Regions from separate parts of the Mus musculus genome. Here all the other regions are linked to region 3. Evidence: chromatin contacts called from public Hi-C and HiChIP or PLAC-seq data. All regions are on one chromosome and are shown on one strand. Each heading gives the region's core, a stretch centred on a gene start, on an enhancer-like site or on the middle of the called end of the contact. The rest is flanking DNA. Distances are from core to core; before and after follow the strand shown.

Region 1 (4,054 bases), core at 231-2,730, 270 kb after region 3:
AGCTATAAACCCAAGTGAGTGCAGCTTTAGGCTACATACGGATGAAACTCGAAGGCATGGAGCGAAGCAGCGAGACATGAAAGGCCACAAAGGAATGCTTTCCGTTTATGCAAAACATCTCTGACAGACTTGAAAAAGCTATGTGCACTGCAATTTAACAGACAGGCCAATGAGTTTCTCATGATTGGTGATGAAGGGCCGGAGAGGGGAGAGGCAGGAACATGTAAGGGACAGGAACCACAGAGTTCTGAGGTCATCCTGCACATTTGAACAGTTCTTTCTCTGGGGTAGGAGTGCAAGTCAGGAAGTTTCAGGACGTGGTTCTGTCACAGACACAGACACTCAGTCCGACTAAGTGTCACACATTACTATCCTTATTTTCGATGACTGACATGGCAGTTGGATCCTTTGCAGTAACCAGCTGCATGGCTGAGCAAGTTACTCCCTGGGAGAGTCTCCATCTTCCTACTGACTAGACAGTATGAGACTGCAGTTCTTAGAGTGGCCTCTGTACACGGTACTCACAGAGTTAACATGCTATGCACTCATCCGGTACCACCCTGCTTTGCACCTCTGCAGAAGGGAGCTAGCTGCTTATGTCAGAGTGCACTGTTGAAAAGCAACATTTCAGACCAGAGTCCAGTTTCTGCAGAAAACCAACTAATGTATAGATGACAAAACGTGAACATTAACGTCCTTGAAATTTCATAGGTGCAGGCTTAGAAATCAAAAGTCCCAGAAGCCTCTAAAAACTGTTCTCAAGTTCCCCCTGCTCTCTCACCCCAGCCAAGAGAATCTCATCAGCTGTGTCAGTTAGGCAGGTCTGCACGCACACTAAAAGCACACAACCAGGACAGGACAAATCCCGCCCAGCTGCTCAGGTGGGGCTGGCTACAGCTAACCCAACGAGCCTGGCTAACCATGGCAGGCGTTGGTAGGCTGCCACTGCTTTATCCTCTAACTATTCAGCTGCATTTCCTAGGAATGAGGTAAAGGAAGTTCATGGGTCATAAAAATCATGGACTGTATTTCTTTACATCATGCAGTGCTCATGTTCTAAGCAATACAAACACAAGCATTGCTGAACACGTCGCACAGACTTCACCATTTGACCCATAGCACCTAGGCTGGCCAGAGGGAGGGCTGATCTCACGAAGCAGCATCTAGTCTACACATCCGAGCTCATTACAGAGTGGCCTGTGTTCTTACCCAGCTGTGGTCTACACAGCGCACTGCGCGGCAGCTACAGTTAGGGTTCTGACTCACCGTGTGAGCTGGCCACTTGTAGGACATCCAGAAGGAAAAAGTAACGACTATAAACTAAGATTCCCGATGAAGGAGTGTTTATTGTACTTGGCAGAGTGATGAGATCCGACCTATAAATTCCAGCTAACAAAGAAAGCATAGAACCGTCCCAGCACCCTGCCTCTGGGAAGTGTTGTTTGGTGGCCCTAAGTATGTCTATTTTCAAAGGCGCAAAGGGCGGGTCCTGCCCAGAGTGGCAAGTGCTCGCTTTCTAGTAATACACCCGAGTCCCAGCTCTGGCCTAAGGTTGTCCCACACTCTTAGGGACGACACTGCAAACACTGTGACTTAGAAGCCGCAGCACAGGGAAGTCGGCCTGGAGCTGATCCAGGAGGGCTGTCTCAGGGTTCCTGATGGCCGTCTCTCAGACATGCCACCTGTGGGAGATGGGGAGCTCGGGCTCTGGAGTCTTAGGACACACAGGACTCTCGGTGCTTCTCTCTGCCTCATTGTGAACGATGAGGACCATCAGCAGCACCTCCTCCATTCACGCACACGGGATGCTGGAGACAGCACTTGTCAGAGCTAGCAGTCTACAAAGGCTGGCCGCCGTCATTAAACGTGATGAGTGAGATGAAAGCAGAGTAGCATAGGTATCCTGCATACATGCTAGGGTGCCTTGGTCACAGTGTCTCTTCACAGCAATGGAAACTAGAAGACAACGGGTGAGAACACTACAACCAGATGGCACCAAGTAAGTAACATGGGGTTGACCGATGGAGCATGCACGAGGCCGAGCTCAGTCTTGAGCCTGGCATAAAACCATGCTGGCTCAAGGTCACTCTTGACTACATACTGAGTTTGAAGCCAGCCTGGGCTACATGAGGCCCTGTCTCAAAAAGAATGGCAACAACAATTACATTCATAAAATGGACCTGAGAAAGAAATAACCACTCATGGACTCACCAAAAAGAGAGAGGAAGGGGGAGGGAGGGAGGGAGGGAGGGAGGGAGAGACGTGTTAAGTATATTTATTTAAATATGTGGTAAATAAACTCTAGCTGTGCAAAATGAAAACAAATGTAAGGGGTAGGTCTACAGGCAAGCAGATTATCTCTCAGAGCAAACGGGATATTTAGCAAGTACCAGGGAATTATTTTAGCAATAGATATTTTAGTGGGACATTTCCTTCCCGAGTACAAGTAGCTTAGGTTAGACTTTAGATTAGAATTGAATAACTGCCCTTGCACCCCTTGCACAGGCCTGCACCTCAGCCTCTGGGCTTCTAGACTTTCCCTTTCTCTCAGCTGCAGCCGCAACTCATTTTCCTTCCTGACAGAGACTGAGGTAAGCTAATGATGGCAGGAAAGGAAAAAAGGATACAGAGGACTCAGTGCTCCCGGGGGTTAAATCACTTTCAAACTCCAAACACAATGGGGTTCTTCTCATCCTGTCACCCCCCCCCCAAGGTATTCTAAGGCACCTCAGAGTTCACTGAAAGGAACGGCCTTTCAATGCTGTTAACAGAACACAGTTTGAGGGATGGGCAGAGCCTCTTTCATGCAAAACCTAAACCAAAAATCTTCCTCAAATTAGTGCTTTGTTTATTTTGGCAATGAGTCCCATTTATAATTAAATTTACTATGAAATGTACCAGACAAGCAAGATGGTTCAGAACGTGAGGTGCTTGCTCCCAAGTCTGATGAGGCAGGTCAATCTCCAGAACCCACAAGACAGAAGAGAATCAACACAAAGCTGTACACACACACACACACACACACACACACACACACGAACACGTGCCTGTATGCACACACTCACAAAAATGTAATGAAAGTGTACGTTCATACACAGGAATGAAACTGAGGTGTGCTATAACATTAGTAAAATGGAAATACTCGGAAGATGCCTCCCACAGCTCCACCCACTTAAGCCCCCTGAGCTATTCTTTAGCATGGCTACCTTTCACTCTGGTCTGGTCCTCCATTCTCTGCCATCATGATAACCAAACAAACCTCCATGACAGTCTGTGAATGAGTTTTCTCTAATGCTGGACTTATTAAATTTGTTTGTAATTGCAGCACTTGGGAGGCAGAGGCAGGCAAATCTCTGTCATTTAAAGTTCAGCCTGATCAATATGGCAAGTTCTAGGTTTGCCAGGACAACTTGGTAAGATATGGCCTCAACAAAAAGGAGATGTAGTCTGGCAAGATGGCTCTGCAGGTAGAGGTGCCTTCTACCAAGCCTGATAACCTAAGTTTGATCCTCAGAGTCCATGAGGTAGAAGGAGAGAACGAAAGCTGGAAAGCTGTCCTCTGACCATTTGTATGCTGTGGTACGAGAGTGCTGACACATGTGCACACACATGTGCACACACAACACATATGCTAAACACACACACAATAAAACAAAGAGAACATTTTTAAAATGCACCACCCCAAGAATCTTTATATATATATATTTATTTATTTATAAGAACTTGTCTCCCTAACCGTGCTGGGAATTTAGGAAAAGTGCAGACAAAGAGAGGCCATGTTGTTTTAAAACCCACTTAACCCTACTGCTTTATAACATGAAATAGCTTCCTTTGCTTATAAAGTCAAATCTGGGCTCCTTGTATTTTGGCCTATGGGGCTGTTGTGTGACTGTTTCTGCTTTGGGGGCCTCACATTTAGTAGCACTTGTTTAGCTTTGAACCCCAAATTCCAAATGCCAATTCTTTGAAAGTAGTGTAGATTTCCTTTCTGTTTGTAACATCCACATCTTTGTTCATCTTCTGAATCCCTGCTATTTGTGAAAATCTGACTAAG
Region 2 (4,523 bases), core at 1,919-4,418, 290 kb after region 3:
AACTTGATATACATTAAAAGGAAAAAAAAATACTGTACTAGGGCTCTACATAGTATTATGAAAATGCAAGTCAGACCATGACAATATTGTGCAAAACTTCTAACAGCAACATTCCACCCCCATTCTCCCAAGATCAACAGCACTGAGTGGAGGAAGATAGTTATTTCTGTGCCTTCAAACAAGCTTATTACTAACTCCAGGGTAGGGTTGCAGATTTCGGCATTTAAAGAGCATAAAGCATCAGCAGTTGGGGACTGAATGCCTGGTACACAACTGTGTGAAAGGACTATCTTTCACTTTCCAGTGCAGTATGACGCTTGGATCTGGATCCTGGGCTCAGTTAAACATACTAATCCGCATAAGACTGCTTTACCCCGACCAGCCTGCATAAGCCCAGCTGTCAGCAAGAAACTTCCAATTTCACTTCTTCAACAGCTTGCTCCTTGCTGCATTTGCAAAAGCAGTATGTAACGAAGAGGATGTTTTGCACCTTGTTTCACAGGTTTGGGTTGAAATGTAACTTCATACTTCTATTGTTTTAAAAATACAAACAGGATCTCAAGGTGTCCTGGCCTTAAACACTCCTGAGATGTCTGAAAGGGAAGAAGTCTGGATCTAAAATACACCAATCCCACCTCCCCCATCAGTTCTTCACCAGGTTGAAGGTGACCTCAACAGGCTGAGTTAGAGGACTGAAGAAGTCCTAATGGTAGTCTCCTCTCCCCAGAGTCTCAGACTGAGAGCAAGGCAGTGGTCACATTCCCACTCAATCTGTCTGTCCCTCAGATGTCAAGAAGAGGGACTGCTGGGGAAACCTTTTAGACAAAAGAAGGGGGGGGGGGAGAAAAAGGAGAGGTGGGGGAAGAAAAGAGAAAAAGGAACGGAAAGCACCAAGTCCAGCCCAGCCCACCCCCCCACAAAAGCAGGTGTGCTACGTGACTAGCTAGCCTTGTTGAGACTCGCGTGTCTTCCAGTCTTGGCAGGGACCACAAATGATAGCCTTACAATGCCCCACGATCACCCTACTACAACAGCCCCTTTGGGCTGGACTCCTGCCAGTGGCAATGGAGGTGGGACAGCAAGCTGCAGCAGGCTGAGGGCTTAGCCACACTGTTTCTCAGGTCACTGCAAAAGAGCGAGCTACTTCCTGTGGAGGAGAGCAGTCCAGAACACAGGAGACTGGGAAGAGGCTGGGGCCATGGGAAAGTAGAATCAGACCCAAGCCCCAGTCTTTCTGCCCTGGCAGTGTAGTCTCTTGTGTGAATAAATCTGGTGGTTAGAAAAAAAAAATGCTGTCTTCAGCTCTTGTGAAGCAAATGGAATTCTTTCTAGAGCAGATTCTGAAGCTGGCTATAGACGTCTGGGGAAGACCTGGGACTGCCACACACAAGCAAGCCCCAGCCTTGTCTCTATAAGCACATTTTACTCACATTCTTAAACCCATAGGCCCTCAAGGGGAACAGCACTCAGCTTACTGGGGACTAGTAAAGAAGGGGGACACAGGGGTGGGAGGAGTGATCAAAGGAAGCTGAGAAGGAGGTGAGCCGTGTTACAGTTCACAGTTTGCAAGTCAGAGCTGGCTTGAGGGGCCAAGTACTAGAGTGGGCCCACAAACACAAGCTCTCCCATACCTACTCCCTTCATCAACACCATTTTACTGAAACAACCAACCAACCCCCCCCCCCACACACACACATTTTTCTTACTCACCTTGAGATCTATTCTCATATTCTCAAAAGCCTATTTTCCTCATCAGACTATAAGATTTATTTAACAGAATGACAAATAGCCAACTGCATGCCAACAGAGCACCAGTCCTCCCACAGGCCCTGAGGCCACAGGGATGGCTGCCTGAACCAAGAAATATAACTTTCCCACAGTGTCCTGGTACCATGCAGCCCTGACATTGGGAGAGGCTGCAGGCCTGATGGCTTTGGAAGTCTTGAGTCTGCTTCTGCCTAGCAAGGGGGAGTAAGGCCATGAGCATGGGAAGAACATTTCTAACTGGGTGCTAGAACTACAGTGGCTGATGGCTTAGCCTTTGCTAAGTTCATAAACTATGAACTTTGTCTCAGGGTCAACAGCAGCTCTCACTTGGAGCTGGCCAAGTATTTAGGTGCTCAGGTCCTACCTTCAGTCTAACTAGTGACTTCTGAGAACACGTTCTATCTGAGCAGCTCTATTTTAGACAGTCCAACATGACAAGCAGTGTCTGGACACATGGAGGCAGTAAGGTCCAGGAAAAAGCTTGACAAGGACTTGGCAGCTGAGTACAGATATTAGCAGTTTTCAGTGGGGTCCACGCCTGTTCAGCTGTGTAGATGGATGGGTTCTCCTGACCTCTGAGGGTTACATCTCTGCAAATGCATAGGGACTTCACAGGGTTTTCCGTATTTAAATCCCAGATCCAGGAGTTTGCCTGAGAACCTGTTTTGTTGCCCTCTTTACACTGCACTGTGGTTTTAAGAAATAGTTGCAGTGCCTAAGTCAGTCTGGCCTCGCCCAGAAAAGGCTGATAAACAAACTGACCCAAGTACTGCCTGTTCTACTTTAGCCACATCTTAAAAGATGAAAATGTAACACGACCCTCTGGAACAAGGACCACATGAGGGTCCCTGGCTTCAGTGGACTTGGGAAGGCAAAGGCATTTATTTCTACAGCAGAGTCTCTCAGGGTGGGAGTTGACACTGGGAGGTTTTAAATCTTCCCCGGTGATTCCAGCATTCTACCCTGAGCATCAGGAACTATTGTTTGGAATGAAAACTTGCTACCAGCCAACCTGGCATTTGTTAGTGCCAAGACCAGGAGTCACAGTCTCCTGTGGGATCCTAATGGGAGAAGTGGCTGGGTGAGTACAGCAGTGATGTGTGTAAAGCACGCTCTATTAAAAGCAATGACCAGAGCCAGAGTGGTAGTGTCCCAGTGTCATCCCAGCAGTAGGAGGGCCGTGGCTGGCCTAGGCTAAGGAGCAAGGCTCTGTCTGTCTCAAAGTAAAATTAAAGCTATCACCATCCCCACTCTCCCAGGAGGAGGCTAGCAAGACAGAATGTGCAAACAAGCACACACAAAGAGACATAAAGCACATGGCTTGCTACCAGGATCTGAACAAGTTTTTGTTTGTTACCTGGCACCCCTGGCAGAGCACACAGTACACCCAGGCCCTAGTGGTACCCTGGGAAAGCCCAGGGAAAAGTCCTTATGAACCAGAAACAAAAGGTTAAAGCGTGTCAGTTACTGTGTTAAAACATTGAAAGTAAAAGTTGAAAACATAACCATACTTGTTTGCCTTATCTCTTGAACTTATGCCAAACTAAACTAGTGTTATACATAGGGTGTGTCAACACAGAAAAGTTAATTTTCTAATACCAAGAGCATTTTGAGATAAACTCATGGAATCATATATATTGATTGCTTCATCCAGAGCTTGGTACAAAGTAGGCATTCCAAAAATAACTTTTAAAAACCCTTAAACTTTTGGCAAGGTCTCCATGCACTGTTTGTGGGACGAGGGTCTCACAACGTACAGCAGCTGTAGCACTGCGCTGCCTCTCAAGAGACTTAGTCTGCTTTTAGAAATGAAACCTAAGGCCAGAGTTACAGACTGACTCCACACCACACGCAGCAATGAAGGCAAAGTAGAGCAATGAAGCCAATTATAGTGGCATATGCTTTTAATCCCAGCGCACTTGGGAGGCAGAGGCAGGTGGATCTTGGTGAGTTTCAGGAGAGTAAGAACTATATAATGAGACCAATCTCAAAAAACCCAGCAAAACAAACCAATAAGCCCAATCTCTCTCTCTCCGCCCCCTCATACATACACACACACACACACACACACACACACACACACAGGCATAGAGACACACAGAGAGATGCTTAAGCCCACTTTTCAACAAAAGATTCTTTTCCTAGTTAATCAAAAAGGCAAAATTAGGCAAAATTATTTTTTTTGTAGAGATGGATAGTGATAGGAAAAATCAACCCCCCAATTCCCCAAATTGAAAAAAAAAAAAACTCTGAAGAAATAATAGAGATTTTAGTTTTTGTTTGTACTTGCTATTTTTAAATGTTTTAAGTATGAAGTTACTATGTTAACCCCAGCACTTCTATCTCTTGGCTGTCCCATCACACGCTGCCAATGACAGCTCTACTTTCTGTGTCTATGAACTATCTGCTCAGCCAGCCATCTCTCGGGGTACCTCCATGTGGTGGCACAGGTCAGATCTCTCTTGCTGCTTGGGGATATAGCTGTGGCAGCGCACTGGCCTAGCATGTGGAAAGGCCTGGGTTCAATCCCTAGTTGAGGATGGGAACTTCTCTTTTAAAGATGGACTAATGTTACCATATGTATATAGCATATTTTGCTTACATTGTCAGCAATGAACACTGCTGTTCTGTGGTTTGGTGACCAGGAAGAACGTTGCTCTGAGCATAGCAGTACAACCATCGAAGCCTGCTTTCTCTTTCTCTGAACTTAGACGGAGAACTGCAGGATTAGATACTGATTCTATTTCCAGTTTTTA
Region 3 (4,584 bases), core at 573-3,072:
GTGTTAGGCTTAATGACTTCTGTCACTTCCATGGGACCTTCCCTTTCACAGGCTCCTAAATGGAGCCGGACAAGCCAGGGCATTCTGGGAGTTAAGCAGCTCCCATGGCAGTGAGCTCACAGAGTCCTTGGTGAGGAGTTGACAAAGGACACTCAGTCCATTGTTTCCCTAGAGGCGCGCTCCCGGAACAGCAGCTGGGCTGGAAGAGCAGCAGTGCTCAAAGGGAGGGAGGCTGAGAAGCAGAGCAGGGAGAGCCCCCTCTTTCTGTAGAGTAGAAGTGGGCAGGGCACAGAAAGGGGAGACAGGTGGGTTTCTATGGGCTCCTTAAAGCGTTCAAGCAGACAGTTCTCCAGTGTCACAAGGTGGCCTGGCTTGCTTCTCAACGGCATTCCTCCTGAGCTGGAACAAGGTAATTGTTCCCAATACCAGATCTTCTGACCACCCAGCATAGGTGGATTCAGAGGCCCCAGGAATTCCTCCAGGAAGCCTACCCTTAACATGTCTTCTAAATCACATGCGGTCTAGGATCAATGGACACAAATCTGGGCTGAGCAGAGCTTGGGCAGAGGCCAGAAGGAGAGGGTACCCAACCTGAACAGAGGGGCGGGACAGTCGTTCCTTGCTGGCATAGACAGACTACAGAGACCCAAAGAAAGTCAGAGGTCAGCTTAGATCAACCCTTAGGTAGTTAAAAGAAGCAGACCAAACACAAAGTGTGTGTACGTGTATGTGTGTGTAGGATGGGGAGGATCCTGGTTGTCATGGTACTGGGGCCCCTGAGCCAGGCCATGAAGGCTGAGCTCAAGCAGGGGTAAGGCTTTGAGAGGAAACTGCAATTAAAAGACCAGCTGTCAAGAGGTCCCCACAACCAACAGTGAAGAGACCCTCAACTAGGACACGGGCACCCAAGCAACTTGACTGCAGAACCTGAAGATGCCATGGACTTCCTGTCCTTTCTGTTAGGGAAGTCAGGGCTGAAGCCCATGTAGCCCAAGGCCATCTTCTTATAGAGGAGAGACCAAAGCAGACTCAAAGTCGAGCTGGAACTAGGCTAGTCCCTCAGGCTTTCTCATTGGTTTTCCATCCCACGTGGTCCCCCATCCCACACATGGCCCCCCATCCCACGTGGTCTCCTTTCCTACGTGACCCCACATCCCATGTGGTCCTACATCTCACATGGTCCCCCATCCCACATGGCCCCACATCCCATGTGGTCCTACAGCTCATGTTCTCTCTTTCATCCTTTCTCAGGATTGAGCTCTTTTTTATGATTCCCTTTTCTGGTTAGGAAATATTTCCTGTGCATGGTTGATGTTAGACACATCAGAGCAAACTCCTAGAATGGTTGGCCAGGTGTCACCAGGTGTTGGCAGACTAGGGGCATAAAACAGGCAAAAGTCACAGGCTATAGGTCTTTGAGATGGCTACAGTCGGGTGGTGGCATTTGGAACATGGAATAGGATTCAAGTGACAGGGCTGACCCCCTGAGGGTGAGCCTCTTCCTGCTCACCCTGAGTTTGTATTCACAATACAAAACTCTGGCAACAGGTGGCAGTGCTACTCCGTCCTGAATCCAAGATGGCTTGCCAGGAGATGTTCTGAAATGCATTCATTCGTTCATTCGTCCCACGAGTATTTATTGAGTGTTTACAATGTGCTGGAGACATTTCTAGATCCTTGGGATACAATATTCAATGCAGGAAAGAACTGCCCTCTGGGAGCTTCCTCCTCAAGCAGGAAGACAGCGAGTAAAAGAGAAACACATCTGGTGTGTGGTGTGGTGAAAGAGAGAACAGAGCCTAGGGGAGAAAGCTGAGAGTGTGGAGTTAAATCCGAAGGCAGAGATGAGACGAGCGGCATTGAAGGAGGGGTGGGGCTGCTGCAGAGGCTGGAGAGGAAGGGACGGGTCGTCTGCAGGGATGGGGCTTACTGGAGTGTGGGTTTGTTACTCTATTCTGTACTTGTCTTGCTGCTGTGATAAAATGCCTCAGAAAAGGAACTTAAGGAAAAGGGGTCTACTCTGGTTCGTACGTAGCCTGAGGGTACCGTCAGAGTGTGTCAGGGAAGCCTGGCGGCAGGAGTCTGAGGTGGCTGATCTCACCGCATCCACAGTCAGGAAGCAAAGAGACAGCAGATGCTGCTGCAGCTCACCTTGCAGGCTCCTTTCCGTTCAATGTTTGACCTCAGTCCATGACATGGTACCACCCACTCTAGGGTGGACCTTCCCACCTAGTCAGCCTAATCTAGATAAACCCTCACAGGCAAGCGGAGGTTTGTTTTCCTTGGTGAATCCCAAACCAAGGAGTTACAGTCGAAGAACCGTCACAATTACACGTGTCGGATGAGGAAGACTCACAGTCAGAGAGGAACAGACACTGTCCAAAACGAGAAATCGAAATTTGGAGGGCGCTTTGTCTCACCTGTCCTGTCCTGATGTCCCATTCGGTCCTGGGACTACGTCCCCTCAATGCGGCAGATCCACAGGCTCAAATCCTGCCTGCTTTCCTTTCTAGGCACGTTTTGTGACCAACCTTTAGTTATTGTGTGTAGTTATTGAGGTCCTGAGAGTAAAATATTGTTCAGGATGTATATCAACCCCACCTCCACCCTGCCCATTATCTATGAAACTTGAGAAGGTATGGATCTCAGGAGTTCTAGCAAACAAGGAAGTCCCAAAACAGAGGGTAGCTGGTGCCCGACGATAACCTTAGAGGAGAATGAGTGACTGTCTTAGTCTGTAACAGAATGCCGCAGGCGGGTGGTTTATCATGAAAGGAGAGTTACTTCTCACAATTCAGGAGACTGACACTGAGGTATCCAAGAGACCTTCTTGCTACATCATAGCATTGTTGGGATATATATATATATATATATGAATGAATGAATATGGCAGAGACAGAGGGAGAGAGACAGAACAAACTTTTATTTTATAACAAATCCATTTCAGAGGGAACTAGTCTATCTACTCTCTCAACAATGGCATTAATCCACTCATAACAATAGGGATCTTGACCTGTTCACATCTTAAAGGTCCTGCTTCCTGTCCCTTCCCAGCAGTAGCTACATTTCAGTAAATGTCACATCGGGGAGAGAACATTGAAACACTGGCAGATGGAGCACTGTGAGGATGGAAGCAGTGTGTGTGTGTGTGTGTGTGTAGCCACTTTCCCTGCCCAGAGCGCTTGTTATTAGAGACCTTCTCTTTTGTGAAGCTATTTGCTTGGCTTTTGAGACAAGTGCCCACTATGTAGCCCTCACTGGCTTTGACCTTGCAGCCCTGCTTTGAGCTTTCCTGTTCAGGTAGCCTGAGAACATGTTCCCTTTACCCGCAGATTGGTTCTGAGACAAAGATACATTACAGGTAAAGTCATGCTTATGACTCAACCTGCAGGTGCCAAAGAATCTCTTTCTCCAAGGCTCAGGGCAAAAAAGTCTAAAAGACCAGGGCAGCACAGAGGTTCTGGAACCAATGCCCAAAGCCCAAGAAGGAGATGCTGGCAAGATGATGCTAACTTGTAGGGGAAAAAGACCAAACAAGCAAAGAAAATCACACTCTCCTGCATCATTCAGATCTTATGCGACTTCAGGCCTGGGCTTAGCTAGCTCTGTGACAAAGGCCAAAAGATGATCCTTCCATGGTGACCCACCTTAAGTGTATGTCTTTTGGAACCGAGTTCTGAACAATGAGTGATGCTTGAACTAAAATACAATGGAGTAAAATTGTGAGCCAGTGAGACCCTAGTTTAGTGCCCCATCCTCTAAGCACACTGTCTGCTGGGTAGAGCTGACTTCAAGGTAACTGTACAAAACAGCTCAGTGAAAGGCTAGCTCACATTAGTGCCCTTTCTCAAGGCTGGATCTTATCAGAGAGGAGGCGGAAGCAAAGTTTCCTTCGGCCTTCTTGGCTTTTGAGTTCTTGAGGTTTGAACTTTCCTTATCACGAAGAGAGAAGGAAGTCTTTGGTCCGTGTTTCCGGCTGAATGGAGAAGTTGTCAGGCCTATGTGACTTGGGAGGTGGGAACCATTGGTGGGTGAGCAGGTGCCTTTGGATAGGGCCATGGGAGAGGCATGGCCTTCAGGGCTCTGAGACCTTTGGGACTGTACAGAAGCACTGGAGAGTCTGAGCTAAAGGACCAGGTTCTGTCTCCACAGACTTCGAGCGGGACAGATCCTCCACAGTAGTTTGGGCTGCCCTGGGCCCTTGAGAGATGTGCTTGGGTACCAAGGCTCAGGAACCTTGGAGAAAGTCCCCAGTTCACATCTGCCTTGAAGTGCCTCAGATCCCTGTGTGTAATCACTAGGAACGACTGCTGATTGACGACCAAGTCCCCATTGTCTTTTTCCATCTGTTGCTAAGCCCTGCTGCCATCTTTAATCTTTGCCAGAAACTTTCCATCATTTTGATAAATAGGGGTTTTAGCTAGACAATTTGGAGATTTTAAGAACATTTTATAAAGTTGGAGCGACAGAGACAGAGAGAAGATGGCATGCATGCAAGTAGAGAACTGAGGACAACTTTTGAGACAGTCTGTCCAGCCCTCTTCCATCTTTAAAACTGAGCAGGATACTCCAGATTAGCTGGCT

The links. A called contact is a pair of places that touch in the nucleus more often than the background predicts. HiChIP or PLAC-seq counts read pairs in DNA pulled down with a chosen protein or histone mark.
Region 1: a contact with region 3 is called in a Hi-C map of embryonic fibroblasts, with 4 times the contacts expected there. The contact joins two enhancer-like sites. A contact is called at or near these places in 1 of 15 datasets of contacts at CTCF or cohesin (large pre-B cells), 10 of 484 Hi-C or Micro-C datasets (the G1E-ER4 cell line, the HL-1 cell line, bone marrow-derived macrophages and 3 more), 6 of 115 datasets of contacts at active chromatin or transcription factors (the HPC-7 cell line, acute myeloid leukemia, embryonic stem cells and 3 more) and 4 of 9 other capture datasets (adipose tissue, embryonic stem cells, liver and 1 more).
Region 2: a contact with region 3 is called in an HNF4G HiChIP or PLAC-seq map of pancreatic cancer cells. The contact joins two enhancer-like sites. A contact is called at or near these places in 1 of 15 datasets of contacts at CTCF or cohesin (large pre-B cells), 1 of 484 Hi-C or Micro-C datasets (bone marrow-derived macrophages) and 7 of 115 datasets of contacts at active chromatin or transcription factors (acute myeloid leukemia, differentiating embryonic stem cells, effector CD8 T cells and 4 more).

Annotation. Positions count from the first base shown.
Region 1 is chr17:84,243,436-84,247,489 of GRCm38.p6, forward strand. All of the region lies in intron 31 of Thada (thyroid adenoma associated), which reads right to left. Among named protein-coding and RNA genes, the nearest start is that of Gm24492, 42 kb to the right of the region's middle. Within about 2 kb of position 1,481, at least 48 of the 459 cell types and tissues checked have an H3K27ac peak or open chromatin away from gene starts, as enhancers often do. A contact at or near this core is called in the HL-1 cell line, embryonic fibroblasts and pancreatic cancer cells, where this site is marked.
Region 2 is chr17:84,263,448-84,267,970 of GRCm38.p6, forward strand. All of the region lies in intron 30 of Thada (thyroid adenoma associated), which reads right to left. Among named protein-coding and RNA genes, the nearest start is that of Gm24492, 22 kb to the right of the region's middle. Within about 2 kb of position 3,169, at least 74 of the 459 cell types and tissues checked have an H3K27ac peak or open chromatin away from gene starts, as enhancers often do. A contact at or near this core is called in pancreatic cancer cells, where this site is marked.
Region 3 is chr17:83,972,044-83,976,627 of GRCm38.p6, forward strand. No RefSeq gene overlaps it. Among named protein-coding and RNA genes, the nearest start is that of Gm35457, 10 kb to the left of the region's middle. Within about 2 kb of position 1,823, at least 134 of the 459 cell types and tissues checked have an H3K27ac peak or open chromatin away from gene starts, as enhancers often do. A contact at or near this core is called in the HL-1 cell line, embryonic fibroblasts and pancreatic cancer cells, where this site is marked.